2 separate regions of the Sus scrofa genome follow, and region 1 is linked to region 2. A link is a contact called in public promoter capture Hi-C data. All regions are on one chromosome and are shown on one strand. Each heading gives the region's core, a stretch centred on a gene start, on an enhancer-like site or on the middle of the called end of the contact. The rest is flanking DNA. Distances are from core to core; before and after follow the strand shown.

Evidence for each region. Promoter capture Hi-C pulls out the DNA fragments that hold promoters and counts their contacts.
Region 1: a promoter capture Hi-C map of fetal skeletal muscle shows a contact between it and region 2, with 2.9 times the contacts expected there. The contact joins the promoter of PSD2 here to the promoter of UBE2D2 in region 2. A contact is called at or near these places in 3 of 5 promoter capture datasets (fetal liver, fetal skeletal muscle and liver), 3 of 47 Hi-C or Micro-C datasets (epiblast stem cells, fetal heart ventricle and skeletal muscle) and 1 of 2 datasets of contacts at active chromatin or transcription factors (skeletal muscle).

What each region holds. Positions count from the first base shown.
Region 1 is chr2:141,590,111-141,594,566 of Sscrofa11.1, forward strand. PSD2 (PH and SEC7 domain-containing protein 2) reads left to right here and starts at 1,614. Exons shown (of 19, transcript XM_021084878.1): 1 at 1,614-2,491; 2 at 2,608-2,819.
Region 2 is chr2:141,395,435-141,399,842 of Sscrofa11.1, forward strand. UBE2D2 (ubiquitin-conjugating enzyme E2 D2) reads left to right here and starts at 2,503. Exons shown (of 7, transcript XM_005661722.3): 1 at 2,503-2,962.

The DNA.
Region 1 (4,456 bases), core at 364-2,863, 190 kb after region 2:
ACTGAGTGAGGCCAGGGATCAAACCCACATCCTCATGGATACTAGTTAGGTTCGTAGCCACTGAGCCACAGCAGAAAGTCCATTTTATTAGTTTTAATTGTGGTTAGAGACAACTAACAAAAGCACTGTCTCAACCATTTTGAAGTGTACAGTTCACTAGCATTAAGTACATGCACATTGTTGTGCAATCATCCCTGCTGTCATCTCCAGAATGCTTTTCTTTTTTTTTTTTTTCCTTTTCTTGGGCCGCTCCCGCTCATATGGAGGTTCCTAGGCTAGGGGTCTAATCGGAGTTGTAGCCACCGGCCTACACCAGAGCCACAGCAACACAGGATCCGAGCCGAGTCTGCAACCTACACCACAGCTCAGGGCAACACCGGATCCTTAACCTACCGAGCAAGGCCAGGGATCAAACCTGCAACCTCATGGTTCCTAGTTGGATTCATTAACCACTGAGCCACAACGGGAACTCCCAGAACTCTTTTCATTTTGCAAACCTGAAACTCTGTACCCATTAAACTATAGCGCCCCCTTCTGTACCCCCCAGCCCCTGACGACCACCATTTTACTTTTTGTCTCTATGAATCTGACCACTCTGCAGAGCTCACTTAAGTGGAATCATGCAGTATTTGTCATCTTGTAACTGGCTTATGTCACCTAGGATGATGTCCTTGAGGTTCATCCATGCTGTAGCATGTGTCAGAATTCCCTTCTTCTTTTTTTTTTTTTTTTTTTTTTTTTGTCTTTTTAGGGCTGCACCTGTGGCATGTGGAGGTTCCCAGGCTAGGGATCAAATCGAGCTACAGATGCCGGCCTCGGGAACAGCCACATCAACGCCAGATCTAAGCTATGTGTGTGGCCTACACCACAGCTCACGGCAACACTGGATCCTTAACCCACTGAGCGAGCCCAGGGATCGAACCTGCATTCCTATGGATACTAGTCAGATTTGTTTCTGCTGAGCCAAGACGGGAACTCCAGAATTCCCTTCCTTTTGAAGGACAGTCATGTTGCACTGTGTCTGTGCACCACATTTTATGTCTCCATTCATCCGTTGATGGACACGTGGGTTGCTTCCACCTCTTGGCTCTTGTGAGTCGTGCTGCTATGAACATGGGTGTACAAATATCGTTTCGAGACCTGCTTTTCTGTTCTTTAGTGTATATCCCCAGAAGTGGAATTGTTGGATTATACATTCATTCTATTTTTAATTTTGGGGGGGCGATCGTTTCCTACGGTGGCTGCACCCTTTGACATTCCCACTAATCATGCGCCAGTGTTCCAATTTCTTTGTATCCTCACCAACACTTATTTCCTGCCTTTTTTAAAGTAGTCATTCTAATGGATGGGAGGTGGAATCTCGCCGTGGTTTTGATGTGTGTTTCTCTAATGAAGAGGATACACATTTTGAAGGAACCACGCTTGGAGAGAACGGAGGTCAGGGGCCTCTTAGCTCTGGTGGTCCAGAAGGTATTTCAATGGGGCCTTTGGAGTTCCCATCATGGCTCAGCAGAGACGAATCTGACAAGCGTCCATGAGGATGCAGGTTTGATCCCCGACCTTGCTCAGTGGGTTAAGGATCCAGCGTTGCTGTGGCTCTGGTGTAGGCCAGTGGTTACAGCTCTAATTCGACCCCTAGCCTGGGAACCTCCATATGCTGTGGGTGTGGCCCTAAAAAGACAAAAATAAAATAAACTGGGCCTAAAAGACAGGGAGGAGGCAGGCACTGGAGGACCTGGGGGAAGAACACTTCCCGAAGAGGAAACAGAAGCGCGAGGGGCCTGAAGCCATGTGTTTGCTGGAGAAATAGTGAGTAATGGGCGAGGGCATGGGGGTGGGAGATGAGGTCTGAGGGGCGGGCTAGGTGATCCGAGGCTTTAGGCGTGGAAAGGAATTTGTATTTGCAGTTTACAGTAAGCACTGGTTTCCTTAGGTGTGGGCGGGAGAGGGGTGGAGGGGAACACGGCACAGGAGGGACAGAGGGAAAATGGGGCTGACTGGGCAGTGATGGCGCTGTGCGTGACAGGGACAGGTGCACACATGGGCACTTGGTGCTTTCGGGTGTGTGTGCCTGTGTGTGTGCACCTGGCGGCCTGGGCGTGTGGGTGCTTGTGTGTGTGTGTGTCTGGCCACTCCCAGAGGCCCCCGTTCCATAGGTGATCGTCTCTCTCAAGTGCATCCTGTGCCCACCTCCCTGCTTCCGCATGGCCGCCCCAGCCAGCAGGGTGCAGTGCTGCTTCCGCGGCTCCTGCCAGCAGCCTGGAAAGCAGCAAGAAGGATCCGGAGCCATACGTAAGAGTTGAGGCTGGTCTCCGAGAATGATGAAGTCTTTGAGGGTTTGGAGACGACGGCTTGCCCGCCCGAGGCCAGGAGATGGATGACGCGGCGCCTCACCTTTGCAATGGACGCGGGGGCCAAGGACTGGGTAACCCGGGCGGGCTGATGCAGTACCGAGAAAGGCCGCACGGGGGCAGCCGAGGACCCTGAGGAGGTGAAGGGGAGGGAGGAAGCGGTGGGAGAGGAAGGCGGGGCTGGAGGGGTGGGACCGAGGGGCGGGCAGATCTGGGGGCGAACTCTGCGGGGCTCTGTGTTTGTTTCTGCCTCCAGCGACTGTGCGTGTGAGAATAAAAGAAAGCCACGAGCTCATCACCATCCCGGTGGAGTCTCATTTTATCCTCAGCCACATCCTCACAGGCTCAGAGAAGTGCAGCCGCTTGCCCAAGGTCACTCAGCAGGGCGTTTAGACCAGGCCTGCTTGACCTTCGCCTGTGCTCTAACTACTGCCTGCCGTGAATGACGCCCTCTGCAGATGAGTGCTGGTTTGTTGATCTGTCTCTTGGCGCTCCCTGGCCCCCACCATTCCTACTTCATCAGAGCAGGCTCCCTCTTGGGCAGGACCACGACAGCCTGGGGAGGGAGGCTAGGACTTCCGACCCCTCCCTGAGGTCCTCCCTTTGGGAGGAGGGGGTTCGGGACTCTGGGGTGAGCTCAGATGTATTCCCATCATCACGGGAATAACAAGGTGTAGTAACATCAACCCTTGTTCTGACTTTCCTCTTGGCTGAGGGCTGCGGCCTGAGCCCCTGGCCTGCCTCTGGAGCCCCGGCTCTCCCTGCTGAATCTCAACTGAGCATCAGGCCCAAGTCTCAAGGACTGTAAATGGGATACCACCAGAGTCCGCCCCATCTATTTCTTTTCTTTTCAGAGCCGTACCTGCAGCATATGGAAGTTCTCAGACTAGGGGTCGAATCGGAGCCCATCTGCAACCTACACTGAAGCTTGAGGCAACACCAGATCCTAACCCACTGGGCAAGGCCAGGGATCAAACCCTCATCCTCATGGCTACTAGTTGGTTTTGTTTTTGTTTTTTTTTTTTTTTTTTTTGTCTTTTTGCCTTTTCTTGGGCCGCTCCAGCGGCATATGGAGGTTCCCAGGCTAGGGGTCGAATCGGAGCTGTAGCCACCAGCCTACGCCAGAGCCACAGCAACGCAGGATCCGAGCCATGTCTGCGACCTACACCACAGCTCATGGCAACGCTGGATCGTTAACCCACTGAGCAAGGGCAGGGATCGAACCCGCAACCTCATGGTTCCTAGTCGGATTCGTTAACCACTGCGCCACGACGGGAACTCCTACTAGTTGGTTTTTAACCCACTGAGCTGCAAGGGGAGCTCCGGTGGTTTGGCCATCTTTGCAGAAAAAGTACATGGATAGTTTTAGCTGAGACCACTGAACAGAGGGGGCAGACTGAGGCCCAGAGGGAAACAGAAAGGCATCCAAGGTCATGCAGCGATGCAGGGGCTGTGGCCCTATGCACTTTCATTGGAAAGGGCTAGAAATCTCCTCTCTAACCCTCCTGCCAGCTACCCATCTTGCTTGCACACCTCATGTGACAGGGAGCTCACTGCCTTAAAAGGCAGCCTGTTCCATGGTAGGACAGTTCCTTTTAGTGACACCAGACTGGCTTTCTTGTGCTGTCTCCTGGTTCCCCTTCCACCCCGTGGAGCACCAGCACCCACCTCTGTGTGCTGCATGCATGCCCCAGCCGGCTCTAGCGAGGTCTGTGCCCTGTCACCGCTATGCCAGCCTTCTCTCCAGCTTACAGGTCCCAGACCCCCAGAAGTAACCTTTCCGGCCCTCCATCTCCACCGCGTAACCTCTGGGTGGGAATGGGCTCTTCTCTGGTGACTACCTTTTTCTCGGTCCAAAACATGTGTTTGTGATGGGAAGTTAGAAAATGCACACCAGGAAAAACTATCCCCCATCCCACGCCTCGAAGACAAGCTCTGCCAGCTCCCCAGGACTTTCCCTCCAGACGGATGCCAGTGTGTGTGTTGGTACAGTCGGGGGGAGTAAACATTTTGCACACACAGAAAAGTTGAACAAAGTCTACCCATGTAGCCACTGCCCAGATCTGACAGTTTATATTTGCTCTCTCATCATCCGAGCATCTCCC
Region 2 (4,408 bases), core at 1,253-3,752:
AAAAAAAAAAAATTGTTGAATGATAGGAGTATAGTTGAGTTTTATTTCCTGCCTTTTGCTTATCTGTATCTCTTGCAACAAATACATATTGCTTTTTAATACAAAAAATTTTTTTCTTTTTTGCTTTTTAGGGCCACACTCGCAGCACATAGACATTGCCAGGGGCTAGGGGTCGAATTGGAGCTTTAGCTGCCGGACTACACCACAGCCACAGCAACGCCAGATCCGAGCCACGTCTGTGACCTACATCACAGCTCACAACAACGCTAGATCCTTGACCCACTGATCAAGGCCAGGGATCGAAACTGCACCCTCATGGATACCAGTCAGATTCGTTTCCACTGTGCCACAACCGGAATTCCCAAGAAAATTATTGCTGAAAAAAAATTTTTTTAAATCTGACCAACAGGCTTTTTTTTTTTTTTTTCCCCCCCGTCTTTTTTTGGGAAGTTCCCGGGCTAGGGGTCAAATCAGAACTGCAGCTGACGGCCTATATCTCAGCCACAACACCAGATCTGAGCTGTGTCTCCCACCTACACAGCTCACGGCAGTGCCGGATCTTTAACCCACTGAGCAAGGCCAGGGATTGAACCCATGTCCTCATGGATACTAGTCGGGTTCATTACCACTGAGCCACAACAGGAACTTTGCAACAGGCCTTTTTATACCTTTTCCATCACACTTCTTAGGAAGGAAAGATTTGGGACTGTGGTATATTTTTCTTCACCTCCAACCCAAAACATAACCCCCCGGGGCAACTGGATACAGCTTTTCCTTCCTTCAGCTCAGGAGTCCAGTGTGGCCCCGCCCAGTTGGGCCAGCCTCTACTTAGGATACAAGGCAGTACAAGTTATGCTGCTGGCCTTTTGTGTGCCTTTTGGCCAGATCCTCTCCTTAGGGGCGCTCCAGTTTCTCCTCTCTCAGTTCAAGAGTTAGAATCAATGATATTCAAGGCCCCTTTCAGACAGAGGAAAGAACACAGATTTAATCAGAAAATCTTGAGGAGAACTTGAGAATGTGGGCATGACCTCCCAGGAAAAAAACATGACCTCCCAGGAAAATATTCCTTACTGTTCTTCCATGTGTCTCCAGCCAGATAAAAAGCACCTCCCACCACAGGCCCTTTAAAAGCAGTGAGCCTTATAGTTTGCTGGTCCTGGTGCAGGGCTCCACACCCAATACACAGTGAACTTGCTTTCCGTTTCCATCCCTCCTAAAAACATCCCCAGAATAGTTTTTCTAAGTTTGCTTCTGATGGTGTTCTAAACACCAGGTTTTTGTTTTTTGAGTATAGTTGATTTATAACATGTTAATTTCTGCTGTACGACAGTGATTCAGTTACACGTATGTACATTCTTTTTCATATTCTTTACCGCTTGGGTGCATCACAGGATACTACATATAGTTCCCTGTGCTTTAGAGAAGGGCCTTTTTTAATTTTCTTTACTTTCTTTTAATGGCTACATCCAGGGCATATGGAAGTTCCCAGGCCAGGATTGAATGTGAGCCGTAGCCGCAACCTAACAGCAGCTGCGGTGAGGCGGGACCCTTTAACTCACCGTGCTGGGCTGGGGATAGAACGGCTCTTCCCCAGCAACCCCAGCCGCTGCAGTCGCGTTCTTCACCCGGTGCGCCACAATGGGAGCTCGGAACCTTATTGTTTATCCATCGTCTAAGTAATAGTTTGCATCTGCTAACCACAAACTCTCACTCCATCCCTCCCCCATTTCCCCTCCCACTTGACAACAAGGTTGGTTTTTAATTACTGGAGCACACACTGTGCAAGTTTTTTTCTGAGGTAACTGGTATATTGCCATAACAATTCACCAAGCAGAGCACCTCTCCTAGGGCTGACAAGCCAGTGGCTGAGAGACATTCAAGTTGTCACCCATGTCTTCCTTACAAAGACCATCTCAGGGCTGCCTGTGGCATGGTTGAAGAACCACACTCCTGCAGGTGCCCAGGATGTTACCACGCAGCTACCAGAGAGAGAATTCACGAGACTCTTGGCTTCAGGGAACTCCCAGCTTCGCCACCGTGGAGCTGTGTGACCTTGGACAAGTCCTTTCCTCCTTCTGGAAAGTTGTAATGGACCTAAAGGCTCTTCCTGGGTCAGCCTCCGCTATGTGGACGGCCAGGAGACCTAGAATACATTCGCCTTTAAAAAGCTTATTGATCTCAGATAACATATCTAAGAGGGAACCAGAGGCAAAGGACTCAGGGTCGCGGGCTACGAGCCTCGGCCGTCGAACGAGCCTCCACGACCCCGGCACAAATCTCGCGAGATCTTCTCCCGGCGTCGCGGCGTCATCCTCTCGGCGGCCGTGGCGGCGGCGGCGGCGGCAGCACGTAAGACACTCAGAGGGGCGGCCCGTATCCCTCCGCCGCCGGCGCGGCCCGGCCCTCCCTTCCCAGGCCCGCCAATCCCCGCTCTCCCGACCTGCCCCTCGGCCTGGGCCCACCCCGCACTCCTGCGGCCCCACCCCGGCGGCGCCACCCGCCCGCGCGTCCCTCGGTCCACCTGCGGCAGGCAGTCCCTCTGGCTGTCCGACCGGGAGGCGCCGGCCGAGCCCGAGGCTGGGCTCTTGCTTCCCGGCGGAGGGATCCGCGGCTGCTGAGGAGGCGGCGCTGAGCCTGGGAGGCAGAGGCAGCTACGGCGGCGGCGGCGGCGGTGGTGGTGGCGGCGGCGGCGGCGGCGGCGGCTCGGGCGGCAGCGCATAAAGGGGCCGCCGCCGGGTGATGCGGTGACCGCTGCGGCAGGCTCAGGAGCCGAGTGGGCCCCGGCCCTAAGTCTGTCCCGCCGGACCCGCGCTTCGGAGCTCCCCATCTTCTCCGGCCGGCCCGCGGTCACCGAGGCGGCCTCGCACCCCTCGCCCCTTCCCCGTCCCTCCCCTGCCCCCGTCCCCACCCCGGGGGCCGCCGCCACCCGCCTCCCACGATGGCTCTGAAGAGAATCCACAAGGTAAGCGGCCAGAGGTCGGCTGTGGGTTCGGGCCGCTGGGCCTGCCAGCTGAGCAGGCTGCGGCCTGCACTTCCCGCCGTCGTCTCCGCTGGGCTCGCGGCCTCTTCGGACCCGGCTGCCGGCGATGGCCCTGCCGGGCGGCCTTCCTACCCCACTCCCAGTGATGGCGCCGGCGGAGGCCCCGGCGCGCTGACCACGCTTAGGCCGGAGGTATGCTCGCCGGCTCAGCGTTCCTTCCTGGCCTTCTTTCTAGGCCTCGCGTGCTGTGGAGTCCCAGGGCCTCTTCCCGGCCTGGGACTGCTGTGCTAGAGGGCCATTGTCCGGCTGTGCCGAGAGCGGGTGCTGGGACTGGGGCGTTGGGCGGCCCCGTCGACGGAGGTCGAAAGGGCTCCATGCCCCTTCCCTGCCCGGCACCTCGTACCCCCACCTCCGCAGAACCGCCTGAGCTTGGAGCCCGTGTCTCAGGCGGACTGAGGAAGCCTTTTTGTCCGATCCACAAGTATTTTTTGAGTTCACTTGCCTTTTAGCGGCCGCACTCTTCACGTCCACTCTGCTCGTCCAGACACTTAGAGTAGGAAGTTCAGAAGGAAAGTAACGTGATTTTTATGAAGGAGGAGGGAAGTCGAGGGAGAAGCGTTTTTAATTCCTTGAGGTTACCAAATGTAAATGTAGAAACTACCACTTCCGTCGGCTGGAATGGATTTAACAGGAAAGCTGTTAAATTGTGAAGAGAAGAGGTAGAAACCTGAACGTTGGAAACCGCTGGAGAAAATGACACAAAGGTTGCTGTTATAGTCTCTTCGCAAGGTGGTTTTTAACGCTTAAATTAGGTGATATGTTCGGGGAGAGCCTTTTAATGTAGAAGGGATTTTGCTAGATTTTTCCCATAGAAAGTATTTATTTGCCCTTTAAGGTGACGAGTTATTCGTTTAGGTGTCTTAACAGAGGTTTTCCTAATCCTGCTTCCAGAGTAACAGTGCTTCTGTGCTTGGCTTAAAGTTTAGGATTTTTTCCCCTTTCTCTCTAATATTGTAACCTGCTGGTAACTCTCACTGTCATTCCCCCCCACCCCCCTTAGAAGTGGAAAAGCGCTTTTTGTTTGGTGTTTCACTTGTTTACTTGGAGAAGCTGTATTAAACCTCTAGCAGTAAGAAGTAGATCCTGGGATTATCCATCCTGAAGGATGGGATGGAGTTGCAAGAGGAAGAGAACCAATTTTCATCTTGCCTTAAACTCAGTGAAAATGCAGATTTGGACAATTTAAACACAGCTCAGCCGTTGATCCTCACTTCATTCTTGATCAAAACCCATTAATGTGGAATTAATCCCAGTGGTTTCTGTAAATTAGGTTAGATCCTCACCAATTTCTCTGGACTTTGATTTTTATCAAGTGAAAAAGGGCAGACTTTAGACAGAGTACTTGTACTAAAATGAAGTGGGTTATTC